Linked DNA regions of Zea mays: all the other regions are linked to region 2. The links are chromatin contacts, called in public Hi-C maps. All regions are on one chromosome and are shown on one strand. The core of a region is the stretch at or near the end of the contact, and the rest is flanking DNA. Distances in the headings are between cores, read along the strand shown. Region 1 holds the start of LOC100278642. Region 2 holds the start of LOC100277301. Region 3 holds the start of LOC109940230 (serine/arginine repetitive matrix protein 1).

Region 1 (4,213 bases), core at 203-2,702, 340 kb after region 2:
ATATGGAACCAATCCAAATAACAACAAATTAGAAACGGAGCACCTCTGTCCCACGATACGCTGGAAAACACTACCTTAATGTTTGTGATACCTTGCACTCCCAACAGATCTCATCTCGTGCCAGCCATTGCTAGACTGTCAGATTCCTCTTATCAGTTGTGACCCTCCTTCGTAGGTAGCAAACAGAAGTGGCGAGCTACAATGGACATGATGATAAGAAGCCAATATATTGGGCCAATCATGTGTATATAGTGGCGGAGACACACATAGGGCCACTAGGGCTCGGGCCCTACTCTTGGACCAAAAAATTGCTAGGGTCTCAAATATGTTCTGAAGGAATGAGAGAATTCGTATAGTCATATGTGTCTTTATCTATACATTTGCATGATTTAAAATTTTCTAGTTGATATCAATGTTTGTTAGTGTTATATTGGGCTCTACACTTAGAGAAATCCTGGCTCCGCCACTGTGTGTATATGTGAATTAATGGCATGAATAATATATGAGAACTTAACCACTAGCTTTCTGTATTTCAATAATAGGTAGGCAATTTATTTTATCATGTTACCTTGTACAGCAATATGCAATGGGAATCACTCGATTATTGATATCTGCACGTGGTGTCTTGGGTGCTTGCAGGATCGAATGGTGAAGGTACGTGGTGAACCTTGGTTTAAAATTCACATCATACTGTTTTAATACACATGGATTGAAATAGATGCATCATGCATGCACGTCCAAACAAGTTCTTATATGGATTGATTCACCCTCTACTTTCATGACTTCAGTTCTAGCAAATGATGTAATTAACGTTGTTATGAGACGGCTTCGTCAAAAGAAAAATTAAAGGAGATTAGTGAAAAATCTAAGAGTCGAATTGATCCAAGAGTAGTCTTAATCCAATTATTAGCATCTCTCAAACAGTGTAAAATGAAGAACCAAACTGCAGTTCTCTATAGTTTATACATATATCATGTACTAATTACGAGATCCATGGTCACACAATAAAAAAATGAACACGTAATTACAAACCTATACACACCAAAACATGAGAGCGAGAGAGAGAGAAGAAGAAGAATCTGAGCAGGCAAACAATTCGGCTGGGCACAACACACAGAATTTCCGACGGTCAAACACGGTGTCTACGCCTGAATGTTCACGGCGTTCAGAAGAGGTAGCCGAAGACAAGCGCGGTGAAGGACGCAGCGGCAACGGCCGGCGCGGCCATGGACGCGGCGGCGGACGTCGGAGCGGGCGCCGGTCCCTCGGCCGCTGAGGCCGTGCCGACCAGGGACGCGGCGACGGCGGCCGCCACGATGAGGATCCTGAGCTTCAGGGTGGCCGCCATTTGCTCCTCGGTCTTAGTGGAACGACGAGATGTATTGCTTGCGAGTGCAGCGAGAGCAAGCTGTGGAAGCCGTGAGTGTGTGTGTGAAGCTCGTGTTCGCGGATGGAGGGGACGAGATCGCTTGGGGTGGTGTTATATACAGGCAGCGTCACGGCGAGGGCCTCCGTCTGCTCGTCGCATATGCGCAAAAGCAAAGGCAGCGAGGCAGTAGAGGTTAGGTAGGGGAGGCGAGCAACAAGGAGACTGGCTGGAAACCATCTGGCATTTCTGCAGTGACGATTAGCTCGTGGCCGCCCGCCTTTTCTTGACAATTCATGGCCGGTTTGGTTGGCTGCTTCGCTGGTGTTGCGTGATGCATCATCGTTCACTGGCCCTTAACTGATTGCCTTGCATTGCCTGGATTAAAAATTAAAATACGAGTGCTGTTGCGGAAGGAGAGTAGCCTGGCTGGCCGGCCGGCTAGCTGTTGCTGACGGGTTGGGTCCCCATTTGTACTTCCCGTGGTGGTGTTTGATCTGTCTTTAGTACTTTGGCCTTGCGATTAGCTGGTTCTCTCTGTAGATAGCCGCGCACAGGTGCTAACAGCCCGCATCCAGTAGCCCACACTACCGGACACAGCCGCGCCCAGGATTCACCGTCCGCACGGCAGGACGCGTGTCATTCACCAGTTCGGTGCGCTCCCGCGACGGCCTCCTCCAATCCGGCGGCTTTGGGGGCATCCTCCGGGACGAACTCACCTGATTCATGTTTATGACTTCCATGATTATTTTTTATGCCAACCACTGCACTTTTTTCGTATGTCATTTAAGGATTTTATGATGATGAATATAATGTTTCTCACTAGGCTTGGTATTTTTTACGGTAATAACATTAATGTTATATTTTCCACTATTTTACGTTCAAACTTGATGATTTTTACAATCATAAATACAACGTATCTAAGTTATCAACATCTCTCACGTTGGCTTGGTATGTATTTTACGCTTAAACCTGGAGTGCGATCACCAGTGAAACGCGTGTATATATTTTTCATGGTATCCATAACTGCCATAAAAAATGAAACCCCCCTAATCAATCTCTTGATTTATGGTGGTTACATGGGTGTGTAAGATTGTTGGTTGGTAGTGAACTAATATTTACGTTGTATTCAAACACTATTTTATGCTTAAGAATTTTACGCTCGAACCTAGAGTACGCTCACTAGCGAAACGCATGGATATTTTTCCTATGCAGATCAAAAAAGGAATCACGTGATTTATGGTGTCTAGAACTGCCATAAAAAATCAAATCCCCTAATCAACTCATCTAATTAAATCCATTAATCAACTCTCTAATCAATCCCTTGATTTATGTTGGTTGCATGGGCGTGGAGGACTATTGGTTGGTAGTGAACCACATGAATACAACACGTCATAGTTATCAATGTCTCTCATGTTGGGTTGGTATTTACGGTCAAATTGAGGATTTTTACAATCAAAACTGCAGAATTTAACGCTCGAACTGAGAATGCGTCACTAGCGTCCTATATGCATATTTTCTGCATGCATAACAAAAGGGAATCTCGTGATTTATGGTGTTCATAACTGTCATGAAAAAATCATCTCGTTGAGCATTGTAACAACATTTACTCTTATTTGACATAATTTACGCTACAAATTAAAGATTTTTACGCTCAAATCTGGGTTGTGTCCACATAACGTTCCGCATGCAAATTTATCGAATGCACAACAATTTTTGGATCTACCATAATTTTTGGACCTGCCATAATTTTCGGATCTAAAACTGCACATGCAATAAAAATCTGAAATCGCATGCACGTCTCGGGGATGATTGTACCTTTCATAAAATAGGACCCGCATGTGAGGTGACGGAAAATAGGATTTTATGCTACGTGTGGCACTATTCTACGCTCAAACATGAGGATTTTACGCTCAAATCTGGCATCGCATCCATAACTGTCATAAAAACATATCCCTAAAATAATACCCTCGAGTGATCTAGACGTGGGGTGTGGGGTGGGCAGTACGGTTGTGGGTCGTGGAGGCAGGAAGCCGACCAGGGCTTCTTGTAACTATTTGAAGCCCTAGACTCCAAATGACCACACCCATATATATATAACATATGAATCGCAGAGTTTTGTTGATTATAATTTTGTTCAAAAAAGTTGACGTATTTTCTAAAATATCAAATTATACGAATTTTAACTATAGTTGTCAGTTGATAGTTGTCGTGTACACGATGAGCATGACTATTATTAAGTTTTAAAAGTAAATAACAAAACAGTTATTTGTAGTCAAAGTTTTACAAATTTTGACTCAAATGTTGTCCAAAACAACTTATAGTTTGGACTAGAAGTGAGTAGTGAATAATTTTGCTTCTTTTTATTTAATTTTATATAATTTATTTAGGCCAAACAATATTTTTATGAGTACTAGAATCAAAATATAAGGTTTAGAAACATTTTAATTGAATTTATGCTGATGTGTAATCTTTATGTTGAGTGCAGGGCTAGAGTTGGGTGGATTGTATTCAAACATTAGTTTGAATTTGATCATTTCAATAATTAGATAAAGGGAAAAGAGGTCTCTCTCTCCCCCCCCCCCCTTGTGTTTGGAGTTGGTTGCAATCTAGCTAGATTGTCATCAATTAACAAAAAAAGTCAATTAACAAAAAAGGAAAATTGAAAGTACATCTAAGCTCTAATTGGATTTTGGTGAATTGGATAACAATACAGTTAAACTAATAATATTTGTGAGACTTGCAGGTTGTTAGCCCTAGGCAAATTTCACTTTAGAAGAAAGATGATGTATCATATAAGTATGTGGTTTATTGTATTCATCATATGCATTACATATTCCATCGTTA
Region 2 (4,104 bases), core at 1,108-3,607:
TTCTAGACAGGGGTTTCGCAAAATGGGAAGAGTAAAACCCTAATCCATCAGCCGCCATACCCACAATAGGCATACAAGGTTTGTTCTGCTTAGGCAACACACATCGGGCAGTCATGTGGGTTTCTTTGTGACAAATGTCACACCACAAGGACTGAAAGCAATCACGAGCATGGTGGCCATCAACCCCACATTTTTGACAAAAGGGACGACGCGCAACCTCAACCTCTTTTTTCATAGCCGCGGGAGGGGTTTTGAGGATACTTGTGTGACCTCCCTCGTCAGCGGACGAAGCGCCAATGTCTTCCTTGACGTCAGATTTTCCAAGAATCGGCTTCAATCTCCAGCTGGGATTCCGGATCTTGTTCCACGATTGGGAACCTTGAAGATTCTCTTTCTGATTCCATCGATCCCAGTTAGGGTTTCGCCCCTTCGGATCCATCTTTGACACCAACACCGCACGCGACAGCGCCAGCCACTCCTCGTCCACAAGCGGGGGACGAATCGGAGATTCAAACCACCCACCGCGGAAGCTAGCACGAAACGACGACGGCAGCGACCAAAGACGCGAGAGCGAGGAAGCAAGGTGCGGAAAAGAGTGCGAGCCAATAAAGTCCGACGGAAACCCTAAGACGGAACAAGAAGACTTCACCTCATCTCGAAGGGAAGGCAGCGAGGAGTTCTGGGTCGCGGCAAGCGTCGCGTGCTTTCCCACCGTGAGCAACCCGAGCGGGACATTGAGAGCGCGCGGAGAAAGCGACCCAGAAAGCCTCTGGTCCACGATGCTACAGGAGGAGGAAGACGACAGCCTTTTTTTCTTTTTTCGAGCCATCTCCTGTCGCCGTACGTTATTCTGTGGCGAGCCGTTCCTAGCTGCGGTTCTTTCATATCACTAATAACTAGTGGGATAGTTATATAGTGTGTCCATATTTGTATTTTATGAAGACAGAATAGACCGGACTGAACGCCCATCAGGTCACCACTAGTGGTGGTAGTTGCTAGTGGGTGTACTCGACCATATATCTATGCCACTATATAATCTACCACTTTAAAATCTGAAAACCCACCCAGCAAAGTCACCATCACACCCATAACCTCCACACTAAATCCACAAAACAAAATGCAACCAGACTTAACACACCATCAAAACCAACAGTTCAGATCGCTAGATAAAACACTCTCTCTTATTCACTCAAACCCAATAAACAATATTATTTGGATCATCCTTAATCCCTCTCCCCCTGTGCCACGTCGTCGCTAGCCTCCTCTTGTCCTTGTCACCTCCTCCCCTCAGTAACGCCGTCATCAACCTCTCCCCTCGCGTTGCCTTCGTCGTTGTTAACCCTCCTCGCTGATATCGTTGCATTAGCATGGGTTATATGCTAATATATATAGTGAAAGAAGATGAATAAAGAAGAACATGCGGAAGATGTATAAATGGAGCACAAATAATTTGTGCCATTGGATCATACATCGAACGGCCCGTCCAAACAAAACACCAATTCCCTCATATCATGACATTTTGCTTTTTTTTTTGGTAACCGCAGGATGATGGAAATGGAGTGTGGCAACGATCTCGCACTCTGATTTGAATCACTGCACGAAACTCGACAAGAATCTATAGGCGCCGCCCGGCGCCGGGGTAGCTCGCCATGTGGGCACACCGCACACGCAGGATAGGCCCGCATGAGAGGAGGGAGAGTCCGCACGGCCATCTTCTCTCTAGTCTCGAACGACAAATAAACAAGCGAAGCGAAGGAGGCATGTCCAGTCCAGGGGCCCCCGCCACCGCCAGCTTCCAAAGGGAGCGAGGACTGAGCAGAGCAGCTCGGACGGAACGCCGAAGCAGCTGGAGCTGGTCACTCACGCACGTCGCGAAGGCAGCTCTCACCTGACCCAGCCCATGCGTGGTCCTACAAAAGCGCGGCAGATTTGCTTTGAACTCGCAAAGACAAAGAGGAAAAGAGCAAAGCTATCAGGAAGCAGCAGAGGTGGATGGAGAGAGAGAGAGAGAAAGAAAGATAGACTAAAGAAGCGCCAAGAGCAAGGAAAGCGAAGCGGGCAAAGCGGCGAGCAACGAAAGAAGAGAAGCGAGGTACAAGAAGGAGATAAGAATGTTTACAAAACCAACGAGCAGGCCGGATCCGATCCATGTCATGTCGCAGATACCCCACGCCACGCGCTGTTGTGCATGTCTTCCTCCGATCCCCGCCCCCGGGATCATTGATCGCCAGCTGCATGCGTTGGCATCCTTCCTTCGTCATCATGCTGCTCTGAGTCTGCTCCCCTCTGCTTTCTTTTTCCCTTCTCTGCGCCACCGGCTTCACCATATAGCTCGGAGAGCTCAGCCCTGGCTGTTAGTGCCTCTGCTTCATCGTGCGAGCGAGGGCATTTGGATTCGGATTCGAGGCGGTGCACTGAAGTGCCTAGCTAGTGCAGGGAGAAGCAGCAAAGCTCTCTCTCTCTCTCTCCCTTATATGGGAGCAAGGCCGGACGGGGCGCCGGGGGCTGTGGAGTGCTGCGGCCGCAGGCTGGTACGACTGCTAGCCTTCCTCTTCCTGGTCTGCGCTTGCCTCGTGATGGCCGCCATGGTGGCGACGACGGACGGCGGAGCGAGCTTAGCAGGGCCGTCGTCGAACAGCGCTGCGTCGTCCGCCACGAAGACGGGCGGCTCGCCGGCGTGGCGTTCAGGCGGGACGGCCGCAGACGCGTTCCGGAGCAGCGAGAGGAGGATCCCCAAGGGGCCCGACCCGATTCACAACAGGTACGTTGGGAGCTAGTTAGTGCGCTGCCTGCACTGCACTGCACTGCACTGCACTGCATGCAGGCGTGTCCTCCCTGTCCTGCGGCTCGAACACCTGCAGTGCAGATGCTCACCTTCGTTGGGATTTGGGAACGTGCTGTGCTGCCTGCAGGCGTGCCGGGAAGACGACGACCGCGCCGCGCCGGAGAGACTAGCTAGCCGGAGGCCGGCCGGGGGCGGCGGCGGCGGCGGCAACAGAAGCTACCACTGCCGGTGCTCATCGTCCTGCACCTGAAGCAGCAGCAGCAGCTGATCTGATCGACATACAGTTCGTGTTCGGCAGCTAGCCCCTAGCCATGCTCGGAGAGGTTTAATTAATTACGCAGCGGACTCCTTCGATGGGGGTGGATTTTTGGTGATCATTCTGGGGGTATGTATAAACCTGCAACCTACCCTTGCAAGGATTAGTTTTTCTTCTTCTGTTTTTCTTCTTTCAAGTTTCACCGAGGTGGAGTGGAGGTTGACCGACATTCTGTTCTTCCCGCATATTCTTGTGAGATTTTGATTCCAATCAGTGTCTATCAATTCAATTTCGATCTCCCTCTCTGTAACCACATGTCGTGTGGCGTGCGTGCGTGTAAAAAATCGAGAAAACCGAGCCTGCCCTGTCCGGGCTTCAGCTTGTTTGTTCTAGCTAGCTCGATCTAGCGGAAACGACTGCCGTACCCTTTCTGTTTATTTTTAGTTGTCGCTGGATAGTGGAAAATTGAACTATCTAGCGACAACTAAGAAGAAACATATGAAGTATAAGTGAGACGTGTAAGCGAGTCTTCTGAATATTTAAATTATAATCTAATTAATTCCTTCACCACCAGCTTGTATACCTTTTATAAAAAAATCTCTAACAAAAACTACAATTACACTTTCGGTTAGATCTTGTTCTAAAGATTAAGAAAGCTCGCTTGCACGTGTTTCTATGTAAGACTTGCTTGCATAGCCGTCGTTTCCAGCTTAGCATGATGTACTCCTACTCAAGTGACAAGTGAGTGCCATGATATGGTGATTCATTGCGCGCTCTGTGCAACAGTAAACCATGCTTTTTTTTTATTTGTGGTTCCAATCATGCGTGTGGTCGCTCGCATGGCATATATACTGGCGAAAGCGAAAGAGGCGGCGGTAGATGCTAAATTAAAGCAAGCATCGGTGCGCACGGCCTTGTGTGTTGCGCGTGTGCCGTACGTCAGTCAGTACGTGCTTCCTCCCCCCGCTTTTTTACTTCTTTTGTTGCAGCTGCACTGCAGGCAGGCTACTATACTCCCGTTTTTTTGTTTTTTTTTCTCTCCAAGTGTTCGATCGAGGAGAAA
Region 3 (3,911 bases), core at 901-3,400, 360 kb after region 2:
ATGTAGGCCCTGTTTGGCACAGCTTATTTTCAGCTTCTTCACAAATTTAAGCAGAAGTTCTGCCAAACAGCTAGCTTCTGCAGCAGCTTATCAGTTCAGCTGCTTCTCAGAATACACTAAAAGCAGCCAACAAGCAGAAGCTGCTTTTCACCAGCTTATCAGATAAGCTGCTTTTTCAACAAGCAGCAGCTGTGCCAAACAGGGCCGTAATGGTAGACAAGTGTTCTCAGACAGCCACTATTGGGCACAGCAAGCAGTGCGTGTTGCTGCTGCTGCACTCCCTCTCTCCCACGTACTGTTCATGCAGTGATGAAAACTAGCAGCGGCAGCGCTGACGCTGTGGCCAGTTCTATTTCTTGAACTCTGGACCATCCTAGTACTGTGCTAGTATTATTATTACTAGCATATACACATTTCTTTTGCGAATAGTATATACGAGAAGAATTGAAGAGAGGCCTGGGTTCATGGACTACACTGCGAAAATTGTACGGCTACCGCAAAATCCATCTCTGCTGCGCCGCAAATTGAGCTAACGGTGTGCTAATAACGGTAAAAGTAAAAGAACACGTGTGTGAGACGGAGAAGCTTTTCAGTTCCGCCAGAGCAAATTGAATCGGGCGGGCAGTGTAACAGAGAACGGCAAAACAATACTACTATAACAGATGGAATGCCTTTCCAGCTCTGAATGACTCGCCATTGCAAAAAGGAACAGAAGATTACAAGTAGACATGCACAATCGGAGAGGTACTCTACAGAGTGCAGACAATACATCAGCACAGCGCGTCAGAGCCCAGCCCTGCGATCTGAATTCTGACGGGCTGAAGGCTCTACGGGAATAGCCAGTAATTTTTCTCCCGCGGGGGTTAAAAAGCCAGCCCAGGGGGGAAACGTTTTACACGACGAGATTATTACTCACCAAATTACGCTGCTACTGGCCTACTGCCTGCTGCTGCTACCAACACCACCACCTTTACTCCTGCTAAAACTATGTGGAGTAATTTGCTGACAGCGGAGAACGGGTCAGGAGAAGGTTAGTGCTACAGGAAGATGAAGCACTCCATGGCCACCAAAGGGTTGTCCAGCGACTCCTTCCCCTCACCGTCGCCGGCAACCGCGGTGGTCGTGGACCCGGCATTCTCCTCTGGTTGCACCGGCGGCGGAGATGCACTATCCTCAGGCTCGCGTGGCTGCGCCGGCTCGGGAGGCGCCTGCTGCCCACGCCGCGGCGACGCGCGGCCACAGGGCCTGGTGGGGACAGGCGGCTTACGCTGTGTCGCAGTCGCAGAGGCGGCGCCCGCGCGGCGCTGCTCCTGCGTCCGCTTCGCCGCGGGCGACGGAGACCTCCGCGCCGCCCGTTCCCCGGCATCGCGCCGCCGCTGCTGCAGCGGCGGCGGCGGCGAGGGGGACGCGCGGCCGCCGCGTGGTGGGCGCCCGCCGCCGGCGCCTCGGTCCCGCCTGGCGCCGCGCGCGGCCTCGGCTGCCGCCCGCCTCCTGGACGCCTTCGCCGGGGACCGTTCGGGGCCCGCCGCGGTGGTCGCGGCCGAGGACTCGGACGCCACCTCCGACTTCTCGTCGCCCGACGGCCCGGAACGCGCCGGACCCACCGCCCGACGCGCCCTGCCGCCGCCGCCACCACCACCACAATCCTTCGCCCTAGCAGTGCCAAGCTTCGCATTGGCCCCCATCTCCCCTGCTTCTTTCCCCGCCGACGCAGCCACGCGCCTCGGACTGGGCCTCGGCTTGGCCTTCGGGGTCTCCGAGAGGACCTCCTTCACCGTCTCCTCCTCCGGCGGGGGCGGCGGCGGGTCGCGCGCCTCCGACCGACGCCGGGAAACTTCCCCAGCCGCCGTGCCCGGCGGCTCGTCGCACTTCTTGCTGATGCAGCAACCCATTGCCTCCCGACTGCTTCTTGCTTCTTGCTTCTTGCTGAGGCTATACGGACATTTCCCGCGATCTGGTGGTGCTGGGAGAAAAAAAGTGGAGACTGGACAAAGCCGAGGGGAGGGGAGTGTGGCAGTGGGGTGTTGGGTTTCCCTCCGTTGCGCTTCGAGTTGCGTGAGGAGCAGAGCAGCTGTGGTGGGAGACCGGGAGTCAAAAGCGCTGAACCAGTCACTACTACCGGCCAACGTCTGTTATCTCTCTGACGAAGGGTGCTTAACTAATCAGCTCGATTTGTCAGGGCAGTTCCAACGATTAAAATTGTACTCCATTAAAAACACATTTAAAAGATTTAGAACCACTAAGGCCTGGTTCGGTGACTTAAAGGGATCTATAGGAAGAAATTACTTTACTATTTAAACTTGAATAACAAGAGGATTTATTTTTCATGGATCTACTTCAATTTACTAATAACCAAATCAGTCCTAATAGTTTTATGCATGTAGGAGCAACTTTAATGTCTTCTCTATATATTTCTTTCTTCGTTGATAGGAGTAATATTTTAAAAAGAGAACTCTAACAAATTAGTTAATTAGATCTAAACATTGCAATTTCCTATTTCAATTTTATCACGATGTAAAAATCGAGATTGCCATATAATTGAAACCAACAATGAACAATTTCTCTGACAATTTTCAAAAATAACTCTTAAAATGTCATTAAGCGGTATTTTTTAACCACCATCATCTGGGAACAAAAGGCCCAACACTTAGGTGATATCCAAATAAAGTTTAGTCTCTATCACATCGAATATTTAAATAATAATTACGGGTATTTAATATAGTCTAATTATAAAATAACTACACATATGAATACTAAAAGCCGAGATGAATTTATTAAACCTAATTAAGGCTATATATAATACTCGTAATCGATTTTCAAAAATTTGATGTGACATGAACTAAACTTTAGTTTGAGAAACCAAACACCCCTTATCATACGTCAAACAGTATTGTTGGCATAGTATTTACTCATCCTGAACCCCAACCCGACCCCTCCTTGCTCAATGGCTCCTTCAACTCCTTTCCTTCGCTTAGCGGTGGTCAGCAGGAGGCACGACAACGGATCCAGCGAGCACCGACTTGTACGTGAGAGCAGTGCATGGCGAGTGAGTGACGGCACTAGAGCGTGGATCACAGATGTGGCGAGCGACGACAGTGACCTGAGCACAACACATAGTGGGATAATGTCTACAGAGGCGCTGCAAGCAAGCCAGCGGCATACGGATGACGACAACACATTATACCATCTCCAAAAGGCGCAATGTATCGCTCCCCCACCCTCCGTCGTGCAGGAAGAACTCTACCAATAGTTTGTGACCAACTAGTACAATGCTCGCGTATTGAACCAGCACACCAATCATATTTGATGATATAATGTAATTGTTCTATGATACGCGAGGACCCAGTGACAAAACGTGTGATGGCCCATCCCCACAAAAATAAATTTAAAATTAAAGTTGGCATTTGTCCCACATGTTAGAGAGTTGCTATCTCTAATAGACAAGTGCACACAAACAATAGTTGGTACAGCATGACATGCTCCCCCACAAGACGCGATTAGAGCCGCTAGGCATCGACCCTCCCAAACCAAGCCCCAAAAAAGAAAAAGGGAAGGTTTATGGGGGTCTATGCCATCACGAAAAGCGTTAGTGAACATGCCCCGAGGCTAGAAGTAGCCCCACCCAGTGCCCTAGGGCACTAGGAAGTACTGCCTGTGCATAGGTCAGGTACCCATGACCTAACCGGATGTAAGATAGTTAAGGACCTGACAGTGCACTTCCAACAACACCCTAATCAGGAGCACTCCGACTAGGGATGCCCACCCAACGATGTCTCAAATGACATTTTGCAACAACAGTTCTATGACCCTAGAAGAAGAAAGACCACAACCCCCGATCTCACATGGAGCTCGTTCCTTAACGAGGCCAATAAGGGCTAGAATTCCATAACCCAGAGCGAACGATGGTCGTC

The links. A called contact is a pair of places that touch in the nucleus more often than the background predicts.
Region 1: a Hi-C map of leaf shows a contact between it and region 2, with 3 times the contacts expected there. The contact joins the promoter of LOC100278642 here to the promoter of LOC100277301 in region 2. A contact is called at or near these places in 2 of 25 Hi-C or Micro-C datasets (bundle sheath and leaf).
Region 3: a Hi-C map of ear shows a contact between it and region 2, with 2.1 times the contacts expected there. The contact joins the promoter of LOC109940230 here to the promoter of LOC100277301 in region 2. A contact is called at or near these places in 2 of 25 Hi-C or Micro-C datasets (bundle sheath and ear).

The regions. Positions count from the first base shown.
Region 1 is chr6:168,492,301-168,496,513 of Zm-B73-REFERENCE-NAM-5.0, reverse strand. LOC100278642 reads right to left here and starts at 1,452. Exons shown (of 1, transcript NM_001364470.1): 1 at 892-1,452. The coding sequence starts at 1,348. The coding sequence ends at 1,166.
Region 2 is chr6:168,828,749-168,832,852 of Zm-B73-REFERENCE-NAM-5.0, reverse strand. It overlaps LOC100277301, which reads left to right and starts at 2,357. Exons shown (of 2, transcript NM_001150906.2): 1 at 2,357-2,761; 2 at 2,913-3,332. The coding sequence starts at 2,475. The coding sequence ends at 2,955.
Region 3 is chr6:168,468,729-168,472,639 of Zm-B73-REFERENCE-NAM-5.0, reverse strand. LOC109940230 (serine/arginine repetitive matrix protein 1) reads right to left here and starts at 2,150. Exons shown (of 1, transcript XM_020539608.2): 1 at 657-2,150. The coding sequence starts at 1,892. The coding sequence ends at 1,038.